2 separate regions of the Pan troglodytes genome follow, and region 2 is linked to region 1. The links are chromatin contacts, called in public Hi-C maps. All regions are on one chromosome and are shown on one strand. The core of a region is the stretch at or near the end of the contact, and the rest is flanking DNA. Distances in the headings are between cores, read along the strand shown. Region 1 holds the start of SRP14 (signal recognition particle 14). Region 2 holds the start of BUB1B (BUB1 mitotic checkpoint serine/threonine kinase B).

Evidence for each region. Hi-C and Micro-C count contacts between places; a contact is called where the count stands out from the background.
Region 2: a contact with region 1 is called in a Hi-C map of stem cell-derived neural progenitor cells, with 4 times the contacts expected there. The contact joins the promoter of BUB1B here to the promoter of SRP14 in region 1. A contact is called at or near these places in 3 of 7 Hi-C or Micro-C datasets (induced pluripotent stem cells and stem cell-derived neural progenitor cells), 1 of 1 datasets of contacts at active chromatin or transcription factors (stem cell-derived excitatory neurons) and 1 of 1 other capture datasets (stem cell-derived neural stem cells).

The regions. Positions count from the first base shown.
Region 1 is chr16:31,998,148-32,005,232 of NHGRI_mPanTro3-v2.0_pri, reverse strand. SRP14 (signal recognition particle 14) reads left to right here and starts at 1,527. Exons shown (of 5, transcript XM_001140332.7): 1 at 1,527-1,654; 2 at 1,799-1,871; 3 at 2,353-2,465; 4 at 3,641-3,673; 5 at 4,159-4,618. The coding sequence starts at 1,631. The coding sequence ends at 4,326. EIF2AK4 (eukaryotic translation initiation factor 2 alpha kinase 4) reads right to left here. Exons shown (of 40, transcript XM_054667355.1): 39 at 6,208-6,326; 40 at 5,068-5,634. The coding sequence ends at 5,577.
Region 2 is chr16:32,119,649-32,126,629 of NHGRI_mPanTro3-v2.0_pri, reverse strand. BUB1B (BUB1 mitotic checkpoint serine/threonine kinase B) reads right to left here and starts at 4,602. Exons shown (of 23, transcript XM_510299.7): 1 at 4,317-4,602; 2 at 378-521. The coding sequence starts at 4,351.

The DNA.
Region 1 (7,085 bases), core at 278-2,777:
CTCATTTCCTGCCCTGTCTCTCTACAGTGCATTCTCCACAACACAGACAGGGGGATCTTTAAAAAATATAAATCAGATTTTCAGTGTTCTGTTGAAAACTTCCTTAACGAGTCTTCTCTTTGTATCTAGAACAAAATCCAGGCTTACCATGGTCACGGGCCCTACATAATCTGGTCCCCAGCTACCTCTCCATACTCCTTTACTCCTTGCTCCACAAGCCCTCCTCACCCCTACCCGCACCTGCCAGTCTTACAGACACAGGGCAACTTGTTTCCCCTTTGAAGGTTTTGCTCTAGCCGTTCCCTGTGTCTGAAACAGTGTCCCTAGATCTTTGGATGGCTGGTCCTTTCAGCTTTCAACTCAAAGTTCTCCTTTTCGACGAGAACTCCCCTGACCCCAACCCAGGCAGTCCCCTTCCCACTCTCATTATACAGCCCTGCTTAGGCTGTCTTCACGGAATTCATTATCTGAAGCTGTACTACTTACTTGTTTGCTTCATTGTTTATTTCCTCCCTGCCCCTTTAACCCAACTTCCAGGAAACCAGGAACTTAGCTTTTCTTATCCTGCTGCATCCCCAACCTCTACAACCGTGCCTGGCACAGACTGAGAGGCACTCAGCGAAAACCTCTTGTGTGGTGGAATGCTTGACTTTATAGAGGGCCCAGGGTTCAAGTTGGCTACTGGCAGAGAGGGCTTACAACCTAGTTCTCCTGACTAATCAGAGGTAGAACTAAAGACTGGGCTCCAGCCCCTCATTTTTTTTTTTTTGAGACGGAGTCTCGCTCTGTCTTCCAGGCTGGAGTGCAGTGGCGCGATCTCAGCTCACTGCAAGCTCTGCCTCCTGGGTTCACGCCATTCTCCTGCCTCAGCCTCCCGAGTAGCTGGGACTACAGGCGCCCGCCACCACGCCCGGCTAACTTTTTTGTATTTTTAGTAGAGACGGGGTTTCACCGTGTTAGCCAGGATGGTCTCAATCTCCTGACCTCGTGATCCACCCGCCTCGGCCTCCCAAAGTGCCGGGATTACAGGCGTGAGCCACCGCACCCGGCCCAGCCCTTCTGGCTAGAGCTGCAGGTCAGCGTTTAGGGAGAGTTTAAAGGATCTCTACAGTAACTTATAATGACAATAATGAAAAGAACAATAGCTGATACCTACTGAACACGCTCTATGTGCCAGGCACTGTTCTACGTATTTAATCTGAGTTTCATTTACGCTTCACGACCACACTGCGCGGTAGATACTATCATTACCCTTACTTTATGGATAAGGAAACTGAGTCACTGAGTTGTTAGGTTACCTGTCCAGCATACAGCTGAATATAAATCGTACGCTGCTATCAAAACTTTCTTTTGCTCTCACTCCCTCACACTGGCTGGGGTGAGACGATTTCTCGCACGTGACGGCCCAGGGCAGCCCCAGCGCCTCCGGGTCACAGGCCTCCGGACGTCCCAGGGCGCGGGCGCTAGGCGGGCGGGGAGGGGGGAGGGCGCAGGCCGGGATTGGTGGAAGAGAAGAGATTGGTGGAAGACAATGGAAGTCTAGTAGCGGAAGTCCCGCCCAGCCTAGGCCGAACTTCCGGCTCTCACTGCTAGTGGCTTAAGCGGAGGGAGTCGAGCCAGCGTCGCCGCGATGGTGTTGTTGGAGAGCGAGCAGGTATGGCTAGGCCTGGCCGGCCGAGGGAAGGGGGCGGCTCAGGCGTTACTCGAGACCTGTGCCTCCTGCAGGAGGACCAGGGCCTTGACGCGGCGGGACGAGGATTTGGGGCTGGCTAACGGGGCTGGGCCTGTTGTTTTCCAGTTCCTGACGGAGCTGACCAGACTTTTCCAGAAGTGCCGGACGTCGGGCAGCGTCTATATCACCTTGAAGAAGTGTAAGCAGCGGGAGGGGAGCCGGGCGATGCTCCCTGGGTGCCCGGTGTCTGGGAGCCACCGGAGTCTGTCTGCCGCGGACCGCCGCCTTCCTCTACCTTTCGCCACCCTGTACTGGGCACATTCGGGGCTTCGGGCCCGGAAAATAGTAGGGATTGTAGCTGGCTCAGTCCCCAGCACTGAGCCGCCTAGGTTGCTTCTGGTAACAATGGGCCCCAAGCAGCCCAGGGCTCTTTGTCAGGGATCCCAGACGCCGCCACTTTGAGTGGAATTTAACGTGCTTCGATATTACATGTTTCCGTCGTGGAAATAATAGTTTCTCCAGGGTTTCGCCAGACCGTGATAGCAGATGAGGTGTTTAACAAAACCAGAGCAGCGGGGCTGGATTAGGTCATCACTTACCCCCCTCCTCTGTTTTAACTGTTTGTCTGCCGCTCAGCCACGTACGCGGCCGTGTTCACCAGGATGCATTTTTTCCTTCAGATGACGGTCGAACCAAACCCATTCCAAAGAAAGGTACTGTGGAGGGCTTTGAGCCCGCAGACAACAAGTGTCTGTTAAGAGCTACCGATGGGAAGAAGAAGATCAGCACTGTGGTGAGCTTAATTTCTAAGGCCGTCTTTTGAAATGTAAAGACTTGAACTTAACAGAGGATGGGGCGTTTCTGAACCAGGCTTTTATTTATTTTTCCCTTTTGCCCTGTGTGGCTATTTTTGAGACCAAGACCTTCCTATACTTTAGTAGTGGAAACCTCCAGAATAAAATAAGAAGGTAGAGGTCAGACAGTCGTTAGTTCTGCTAAAGCTCTTGTGGAAATGAAAGTAGCATATTGGTCCTTATTGGTAGTACTGTAAGGAGCAGCTGGCATAAATTTTTGATTCCTTAGCCCCTTACTGTGCCGGGCCTTCAATAAGCAGTTTCTTGGTACCAGGTGATGCTATTATTTCCTTATCTTTGTGGTTCACATGGCGAATGTGCAGCTAGATGTTAGGTTTGGCACTTGAGAAAATATACATTTAGTCAAGAGCCCTAGTCTTTCAGTGGAGGTTGAATAAGGCAAAGGAAGAGACTCCTTGAATTGAGTGAATACTACTTTATTCTGCTGTGGCAGAAATCACATTAGTGTAGGATACTGACTGCATGAAAATGTAGACTATACTTAGTTGGAAGTCTCCCGCGACAAGTTATCTTGAGAGGACTTCTACAGTAAAACAAGCTTATGTGGTTTTACAGATAAAGTTAGATATCATGAAATAACAAAAACCTAAGGAATGTTCTTCAGAGGTAGAATTTATTTTGTGGTAGCTCGCATTGTGCTTAAATATGCTTGAATTAATGGAAGGCAGGTTTAAAAATAAGATGGGGAGGGAGTAGTTTAAATATATCTTCTATTAATGTATAAAAAATTAATACTGAGAAGTCCTCTGACTTTTCTCAGAACCCAGGGAGAAAACCCAATGCCACCTTTCTAAGGGATTTCAAGAGGTGAGACACAAAGCTTTTTTTTTTTTTTCCAAAGGAGCCTACTGCCTTTCACCTCTTGGTGCAATTCTCATGTGGAAAAAGATGCAGAGCTCCTTTTCTTGTTCTCTAGGCAGAGGAAAGTAGAGTAGAAAAATAACCATTCGTGTATTATGAACCCTGAAGTTGGGGAGAAGTATTTTAAAGATAAGGATATTGTCTTCTGGAGGCTTTTGAGATACTATCTGGGGTGGAGAAGAGGATGCTTATATGGATAATAGGTATGACCTCTTTTTTCCTTCTTTTTCAGGTGAGCTCCAAGGAAGTGAATAAGTTTCAGATGGTGAGTTTTGGGTGTTCCTTATGTTTCCCTTCTCAGGGCAAGAGTCAGTATGATAGTGAACACTGGGTAAGATTGATACTTGGGTTCACTGCTCTCCGGAGATAAGTTTTACCAGTATGTTTCAAGTAAAAGCTGCCCGGGTGTGAATTTCAACGCTAATACCGTCTTCCTTTCTAGTCTTTTTAAGTTAGATTTTGTCTTAGGCTGTAGATATATGCTACCTATAGTATAGTTGAACAAGAAGTTGCCTGCAATTTTCCCTTGGAAAAAAACGTAAAAAATGTGTGCAACTGTCTGTGGGTGTTGCAGAAGCTGCTATAATGTGAAAGAGTGTTTTATGCTTATACCATTTTCCGGTACAAGTGTCCAATGGTGCTATATTCTTTCCTGATTTTTGGCTACCCTAAATCCATTATGCAAATAGGGCTGGTGTTCTGCCAGTTTGCACATCTTCCCACTAAGGTATGCTCTGTTGTATCTTTCAGGCTTATTCAAACCTCCTTAGAGCTAACATGGATGGGCTGAAGAAGAGAGACAAAAAGAACAAAACTAAGAAGACCAAAGCAGCAGCAGCAGCAGCAGCAGCAGCACCTGCCGCAGCAGCAACAGCAGCAACAACAGCAGCAACAACAGCAGCAACAGCAGCACAGTAAAGGGCATACATTTCCTGCTTTCACCAATTAACCACTGAATTGCTATTTTTTCCTTTTGGCTAGATAGCTAGGTTTCTGGTTCCCCCACAGTAGGTGTTTTCACATAAGATTAGGGTCCTTTTGGAAAGAATAGTTGCAGTGTTTATAGGATAGTTGTGGTAAGAATCTAGTTTATTTTGCATTTGGCTAATTGGTCTGTGCTGCATGGTTATATACTCCTGGATTATAGATTAAAAGTCTCTGTAGACATCTCTGTGAAGAGCAAGCTATCATTAAACATGTCTGTTTATCAGCACTGTCTCTTTATTCCTTTCCCAACCCATTTTAATAGTTCTGGCAATAACTACTAAATCTAGAATGATGTGATTAATGAATAGGCTTTAGCTCTATAATATCTTCTAGGTTATTAGAATTGAAACCTGACAGTTTTATAAAAAGTCAAGTTATCTCATGAGCTGCTTCCCACCTGGCTGTATAATTTTATCATCATGGTTCCCCAATTTTGATGAGTTCTCACAGTCAAATGAGAGTTTGTTTAACCACCTTAGGAGAAACATACTACAAAGTCATCAAGAATAAAGGTTCCAAAGTAATTATGATTTTTGGTTTCTTTATGCCCTTTAGTTTGGATATTTTCATGTGCTTAGTCATTACAGCCAAGGGAAGAAAAGGCTATTTACCTTATGTTCCAGCTCCCTAAAACCTTTAGTGTTAATAGATTTACAATTAAAAAGCAGCAGGTATATGAAAGCATTTATTATATCCCAAAAGATAAATTTATAATATATTACACATGAAAAACTAACAAAGCTCAACTTTGTAGGACAGCTTCTTAGAAAAAAAATTTTTTTTCTTATTTTTTAAAGACAGACAGGGTCTTGCTCTGTTGTCCCAGACTGGAGTGCAGTGGCGCAGTCGCAGCTCACTGCAGCCTCAACCTCCTGAGGCTCAGATGATCCATCTCAGCCTCTGGAGTAGCTGGGACTACAGGCATGTGCCACCATGCCCAACTAATTTTTTTAGTTTTTATAGAGATGGGGTCTTGCTTTGTTGCTCAGGCTGCTCTCAAACTCCTGGTTTCAAGCAGTCTTCCTGCCTTGGCTTCCCAAAGTGCTGGGATTACAGGTGTGAGCCACTGCACCCAGCCTCTTCTTAGAATTTAATTTTAAATTACGATGAATGTACAACATTTCATTATTCCAGTATAAGCCTCTGTCTGTTTGAATGAGGTTAACGACAGTTCTTTAGGGTTAAAATAAGATTCTGTAGTAGTCATCTCTATAGCTGTACAGAAATAGCACAGACACCCTGCAAAAGAAAAGAAAAGATTATAAGGACAGATTCAGTTTAATGAGTGAAGAACAGAGCTAATAAATTTTTATAACACCTGTAGGAGCTTTATTTAAGCAAAAACAAGATGGAAGGCTAGTCATTAAAAAATTATATAGGTTTTATACAAGGTGTGACTGACGGGGGTCTGTAGTATAAGGTCCTAATAAGGAGATAACCATTCACCTCATAGGCTTCCTTGTTGCCTTTTAAGTGTATGATAACATGAATGATTGATTGGCATTATGACATAAGGACATACAGCAAAGTAGTCATGGTTATTTTCTTTGATTTAAACATACTTAGAAAGTGAATTACCTGGGTGAACAAAATTGTAATTGGGACAGCTACTCCTAGGACCCCTGTGTTTTTTTATTGACGAGATCATGACTGTGAGTCACAGTCCAAGCAAGATTTATTGGTTGTCAGCTGCAATTCAAAGAACAGCTTACCAGGCGTCAAACCTCAACAAGACAACAAAATAATGTCACTCTGAAACCCCGCCCTGAATTTTAACCATGTGAACCCTGCTATGCCCAAGTGATAACTTACTTTTTTTCTACTTTGATGTTATAAATTTCATCACAGACTAATTTGAGGTATCTTTGCTTTGGCAGGCGTGACAGCAGCTGCTTCACAGTTGTGTTAAATGCCTGTTCATCAGCATCCCACTAGGAAAAAAATAGATAAGACTTAACAACAGGTCTCTAGGGTTTACTAGCTGGTTTTTTCTGGGTCACTAATGAAATTCCATTGTCATTTCCCTCTTCAAGTATACCAGGAGAATCAGTAATAGGGAGATAGCAGAACCAGTTAGGAGACTGCTGGGGTTCCTCTGAAGCACCAATTTTCCTTAAAACAAGACTCCCTAATTAGAGCCTGATTAACAATGCTGCAGCCCTAGTGTGCTGATGTGACTTTAGAGCAGTTATTTCTGCCTACTGTTTACTTTTTTTTTTTTTTTTGAGATGGAGTTTCGGTCTTGTTGCCCAGGCTGGAGTGCAGTGGCACAGTCTCGGCTCACTGCAACCTCCACCTCCTGGGTTCAAGTAATTCTTCTGCCTCAGCCTCCCAAGTAGCTGGGATTACAGGCGCCTGCCACTACGCCCGGCTAATTTTTTGTATTTTTAGTAGAGATGGGGTTTCACCATGTTGGCCAGGCTGGTCTCAAACCCCAGACCTCAGGTGATCCACCCATGTCGGCCTCCCAAAGTGCTGGGATTACAGGTGTAAGCCACTGCACCCGGCCTCCGTTTACTTTTTGTACAACGGTGATAGCAGCTCTTAAGTATATCCATTTGACTGGATCATAAATCAGTACACTGCCAGTATAGTGGTATATGCTTATTTGTAAGAGAACAACAAATGATATATAAAATACTAGTTCTAGGGCTAAGTTCACTATTAATCTAATTTAATTTGTGACTAAA
Region 2 (6,981 bases), core at 3,353-5,852, 120 kb before region 1:
CATGTCTTTGGAGACCACTTCTTTTTTTGTCATACTCTCAAAAATAACTTCCTAACATAATACTTTTGGGAAGCATTGCAATATAATACTTGCTTTACTATGCTTATCGCTGCCCCCCTGTATAAAATGTATTTCTATTGATAAAAAGAGTTTCGCTGCACCACAGTGAAATGAAATCCTATAGCCCTTGTTCTTAATTATACCTGAGGGCATCTTCAGATAGCTGTCATGTGATACGAAAGCAGGTAGAGAACAGATTCTCATACTACCAATTTTTGAAAAGTACTCATTATGCCATCTGTCATGGATCCACACCCACGTTATCTACAACATTTGGGATGAATGACGACAGGTTGAGACTCAGCCATTCTACACACCGTTTCTGCTGCTGAAGAGTATTGTTACAGGCAGATTCCTGTGCCAGTGCTCCCTGAAGCGTGGACATGATCCGCCCTTGCCTTAAAGGTTGTACATTTTCTTTACTCAGTTCCCATTCATCTCCCTCCAGGGACATGGCTTCACTGTGAAGAAGGAAACAAATGTAAATCTCATACCAACATTGACTATTATAGCACTAGATTATTGTAAATGTCTTCCGAAAGGTGATTATTCATGGTCTTGGGTTGAATATAGTGGACTGACACAGAATTATTATTATTATTATATGCCTAAGCTTCTTTGTTAGCTGTTTTTCAAGTTTATGGCTACAGTATTGCCTGATGGAAGACAACTTGGCAAGGATATCGTAGACAGTACTATAAGAATAGGGCATGGCCATGTGCAGTGGCTCACACCTGTAATCCCACCACTTTGTGAGGCCGAAGTGGGAGGATTTCTTGAGCCAGGAGTTTGATACCAGCCTGGGCAACATAGCAAGACCCTGCCTCTTTCTTTAAAAAAAAAGAAAAAGAAAAATGAATAGGGCTTAAGGCAGAAAGAAAAGAAGGGAACAAAAGTGTTATAAATTTGGCAAAGTAGACAAAAAGGCAACAAGTAATTCTATGCCTACCATTGAATGCATCATCTAGTTTAATTTAAAATTAGTGCCGGATGCGGTAGCTCATGCCTGTAATCCTACCACTTTGGGAGGCTGAGGCAGGAGAAGTGCTTGAGCCCAGGAGTTCAACACCACCCTGGGCAACATAGGAAGACCCCCATCTCTACAAAAAGTGAAAAATTAGCCAGGCGTGGTGGTACACGCCCGTGGTCGTGGCTACTTAGAAGACTGAGGTGGGAGCATTGCTTGGGTTCAGGAGGTCGAAGCTGCAGTGAGCCATGATCACACCACTGCACTGCAGCCTGGGCAACAGAGCAAGACCCTGTCTCAAAAAAAAAACATTAAAATTAGCAAAGTGTGGGTGAGACTAATGTCCCATGTTTCAATGATGATTCAAAACTGAAGTTTGTACATATAAGTAGCTAAAAGCAGAAGCAAACAAACACAGTTTACTAGTCACAATTCCCTGCATCCTCACACCCAATTCTACCAAGCCTACTGAGAAAACCCCCAAAACGTTTTGGAGGTAATTCCCATTACGTATTCTGCAATTCAGAGCCCTGCAACGGTTAGATAGAAGACTACTTCTAAGAGACATTACCTCTGGACTTAAAACAAAAAGAGAGACACATTGGCACTTATCTTTGAAATAGAGTGAAAGTTATATGGGACTTCAGTCTAGATGAGCTCTGAAAACTCGTTAGAGACAGCTTCTTGGAAACTATGACTTTAATCAAAATGACATGTAACAAAACTAATTTTACCACAGGCTGATGGACATAAACAAAAGTTAAGTTCCTATGGCATATTTCTGGTCACAAAAACGTCACCAAACTTCTGAATAAAGACTCGAAACAAACATTTTTAATACTAAATATTGAAATAAATGTGAGCTATCCATACACTTAAGAACAATTAATGAAAACAAAAAATAATCATTTACCCTATTGTTGGCGAATCAGTGAATGACTGCAGTCATAGTGTTGGTGGGTTAACTCAAGGAATAAATGTTTGAGAGTGAAAATTTCAAGAAGTACCTCCTACCACCACAAAGTTCAAAAAACAAATAGTAACATTATAGTGGGCATGCTGGGCACTTTCATAAGGCATTGTTTATTGTCATGCATTTGTATGATTATCATACACACTTTATATAAACTTTTTAAATAGAGACAGGTCTTACTATGTTGCCCAGGCTGGTCTTGAACCGCTGAGCTCAAGCAATCCTGTTGCCTCAGCCTCCCGAAGTGCTGGGATTACAGGTGTGAGCCACTGCTCCCAGCCTTTACAGATTTTTATTTTACAGTAATTTGTATTCATTCCTTCATTCATTTTCCAACTCACTTATTCTAGTTCGGGGTTGAGGGTGGCCAGAGCCCATCTCAGCAACTCAGAGAGGAACCAACCCTGGACAGGACACCACTCCATCACAGGGAGCACTCACATTCACACCCATTCAGACTGGGATCATTTAGACACGCCAATTAACAGGCACATCTTTGGGATGTAGAAGGAAACTGGAGTACCTAAGGAAACCCATGCAGACATGCGGAAAACATGAAAACTCCACATACACAGCAGCCCCGCAATGAATTGATTTTTTTTCTCATCAACATTATAACGAAACGATGTTATACCAGGACCTGCTCTATATTGTGTGAACTCTGTAAAGGTAAGGGCTATGCCATTTATTTTTGTATGTCCATGATCTAATACAAGATATAACACTATTATGCCCTGTTTGTTGAATTCATCTGAACTTTCTTCTCTTGCTCTTAAAAATAGTGAATTACACTATCTCAGTTAAATATCCCAAATTGAGCTAAGACTGCCCCCACTTCCTCCCAGACCTGCTCCTCCCACAGTCTTCCTCTTTCTCAAATAAATGGCAATCCCATTCTTCAGTTACCCAAGCCAAAAATCTTAGTGCCAACTTTGATGCCCTTCTCATATCCCTCAGTCAGTCAGCAAGTCCTACTGGTTCTACCTGCAAAATATATACAGAAATCAACCACTTATCATCATCTCCACTGTTTTCCACCTGGCTCAACTCACTTTTGAGCTGAATTATTTCAATAACCTCTTAACTGGTGTCCCTTGCTTCCATCCTTTCTGCCTTTAGTGTATTCAACACTACAGCCAAAGTGACCCCATTTAAACCCAAGTCAGATTATGTCTTTCCTTTGCTCAAAACCTTCCAATGACTTTTGATTACAACTAGAGTAAAAGCTAAGTCCTTACAATCTGCATCTTCACCATTTTTACATAATATCCTTTTACTCTTCTAGTTAATTCTGCTCCAGTGACAATGGCCTTGGACATGCCAGGTGCAACTTCCTCCCCCAGCTCTCACCCTCAGCCTTTGTACTCCCCTCAGATATAGAACCTCTAGCTTTTGAGATTCCTTCAAGTCTTGACCAAAATAACATCTCCTCAGTGAGGCTCTAGTGTTTAAGCTAAAATTGCACCAATCCCCACCCCCAATATTCACTACACCCACTTGCTTTATTTTTTTTAGTACTGACCACATCTCCACCTAACAGTTTGTCTTTATTGTCTGACTCCCCCATCTTCATCCCATCCCAGAACTTAAGCTTCATGAGGGTTGAGATTTTTGTGTCTGTATATTTGCTGCACTCAGAGCTTAGCCAAAAAAATACTTGTTACATGAATGAAAGAGCCCATGACATAGCACTTATTTAGGTATTGCGGGCACCACAGTGAAAACACATACAGATTTCCAACCTAGAACTGCAATATAGTTTTTTTTAATACAAGGAAAAGCCGCAAACATGCAGAGAAAGGCTTTTAGATCTCTATGTTATTGGCATAATTTAGATCTCTATGATATTGGCTAAAGGCTTTTAGATCTCTGTGCTATTGGCATAGCACCTGCCATTTGTTGAGCGCTTATTTGGAAGCAGTTACTTAACAAATACTTTGAATTCCCCCAGAACCACGTAAGGCAGTATTAACATCAGCATTTTCCATACATACGATTTGCCCAAGGTCAAACAACTAGCAGGTGGCTGAGCTGAGTTACAAACAGACCACATTACAACTTCCAAACTCTTTGTTCCGCTGGGGTCCCGCAGCCTTCTTCGCTTTGAAGCTGGATGCGGCAGGATTCGCACGTGCCCTCAGTCCACTGCGTTTTCACCTCCACCTCCGGCATTCTACTCCAAAAGGAAGGAGGCTACGGTGGGGTCTGTTCTGACGGTGCCGATCTCCCCCTCGACTGCTCCGAGCGGAGCCTTCTATTACCTACCAGGCCGTGTCCTCTCAGGCCCAGCCCCCAGCAGCTTTCTCCCGTACCTACCTCAGAGCACCCCCTTCCTTCTTCACCGCCGCCATCCTGCATTCCTGGCTCAGGTCCTCGTCCTGCTGCAGGCCTTTCCTCTGGGCCACAGACCGCCTGGACTTTCTTCCGCAACCTGCCCTCGGAGCTACAGAAGCGACCAAGGCACGCACACGACTCCCTTACAAACCGGCCACCTCAAGCCCACACCCCTAGCCGCCAAGTTTCAAATTTAACGGTCCCGCGCGGTCGACGTGGCCACGCCCCTCCGCTCCTCCGTGCTCTCGCGTCTCGCCCAAGGCATTCTGGGGCTTGTAGTTTATGCCGGTTTAGTCCGCGAACTCGCGGTGCATAATGGGAATTGTAGTTTTTGGGATTCAATGGCCATGGAAGTGCGGCAGGCTTAGGCAAAACAAATTCTCCGCAGGTCTGTCTTGAGTCGCGGCTCAAAGGCGAGTCTCTGAGCCGAGCGAGGAACACTTAAAGCACCAGAACTTCTTTGCTGTTTTGAGTGTTGGGAGATGTCTCTGAGTGCTTGCACTTGGCGTGACTCTTGTAGGGTGACTACCCCTGCTGTCTGCCCCAAATCTCACCCGTCCGGAGTTCTTAGGCCACTGACCTAGCTGTTTCCTGCCCCACCCTTGAATTCAAAAAGCTGGATTCTAGTTCTGTAAAATCATACCAAATGTGCAACCTTAGGCAAGCTACATAATCTTTCTGACCATCAGTTTTCCTCATCTATAAAGTGATGATACTGTCTTGCTTTCTCTTCTGCTCAGTCCACAAGCAGTAAACACAGCCATGCTATGGTTCCCAAGGTGTTACCTCTTTTCCCCTTCAGGAGACTAGCCTTGACTGACATTAAACTGTTCGTCGCAATTTCAATTTTCTGAGGAAGAAATTGTGATAGCTCAGATATGACCAGGGGAGTAGAGTCTTTTTGTTTGTTTGTTTGGTTGGTTTTGTTTTAGAGACAGGGTCTTCTTCTTGCTCTGTTGCCCAGGCTGGAGTGCCCTAGCCCCATCATGGCTCACTCCAGCCTCCAATTCCCGGGGTCAAGTGATCCTCCCACCTCAGCCTCCGCAGTAGCTGCGATTACAGGCATTAGCCACCTTGAGGAAGGAACAGGGTCATTTAAGAAAGCCCAGGTACAGGGGAGTTCTCCTTTATGACTGTGGGGATGGTCAGAGAGGTGGCACTTCCCAGAGGCAGGTGCTGAGGATACTGTCTACTACCCTCTGGTTCTTAGTTCCCAGCTTTCTGTCTTTGTTCATGTTATATAAGTCCTTCTTTCCTCTGAATCATCAGGACTAGATTCCAAAGAAGTAGAAATCCAACTTAAATCGGCCTACTCGGAAAAGAGAATTTACTGTCTTTTATATATAAAAGACTTCAGATAAAGCTTAACCCAGGACTCATGTGGACTGGGCCTCTCTCCATTTCTCGCCTCTACTCTTGTTGTTGGCTTATTGTCATTCTCCATTGGGTAACAGATTCACGACTTTATCCTTACAGGTTCAAATTCAGACTTAGGAGTCACCCTGCTTAACCCCTTCCTCCCAAACAGTCACTGGGGATAGTGGATTCAGGGCTTTGATTGTTCAGAACCAAGTCATGTGTTTCACCTTGGGACTGAGAGAGGAGAAGGGGTGATTCCTCATAGGAAATTTTGGTTACTCTTTACATCGAAGTCCTCCACATCCAGGAAGCTTTCCTGGATCATATGAGGTGTGGTGCGTGGGATTCTCTCACTGGCTCATTTTATCTCTTACCTTATGCCAGTACTGGCCTAGAACTTCATTTTCTTTCAACAGGGTGTCCTGTTCATATCTACAGCTTCTCAATTTTGACTATTTCCTACAAACAATCTTGGAAACGTAGCGTTTGGTCTTTTGATCTCAGTCTTTCCTATAACCTAGTCGGATTCCCCATAAACTCTGGTACGATGTAGAATGCATTCAGGCTAAACCCCTTGCTTGTTTCACTACGGGAAAAGAAGGAGGTAGGTAAAACAAAACTCCAAAATGTATGACAGAAGGTGCTCTGTGGTTTAATTTGGAAATTGAGTTTTTAGGGATGTCCCATGAACTGATGGGTGGAGCTCCCAGCAAGCAAGGTTTGCCTTTGAGGAAGAGGAATGCTGAAAGCAGCAGCGTTTGTTTGTGGGCTTGGGGGGAACTGGAGTGAGTGGGGCACAGGATATCCACCTTGGATTGTGACCCTTTCTTGGCCTGGTCCCAAGGACTTATGGTTTTGTGGAGTGAGGGCCTGAGGCAGTGGCCTTAAGAGCTGGTTCTATGTACTTTGGAAGGCTGAGGCGGGCGGATCACTTAAGGTCAGGAGTTCAAGACTAGCCTGGCCAACATGGTGAAACCCCGTCCTACTAAAAATACAAAAATTAGCTGGGTGTGGTGGTGCATGCCTGTAATCCCAGCTACTCTGGAGGCTGAGGCAGGAGAATCGCTTGAACCCGGGATGCGGGGGTTGCAGTGAGCTGTGATCATGCCACTGCACTCCAGCCTGGGCAACAGAGTGAGACTGTCTCTAAAAAGGAAAAAAAAAAAAGCTGGTTCTGTGTGATGCCAGCCTCCAACAGCACTGCCTTCGTGCCCAGGCACCGAGGGCACAGCCTCACTTGGCCATTCTGAGAGCACAGGGAGGCCCTCCCTGGAGCCAGACATCAGCA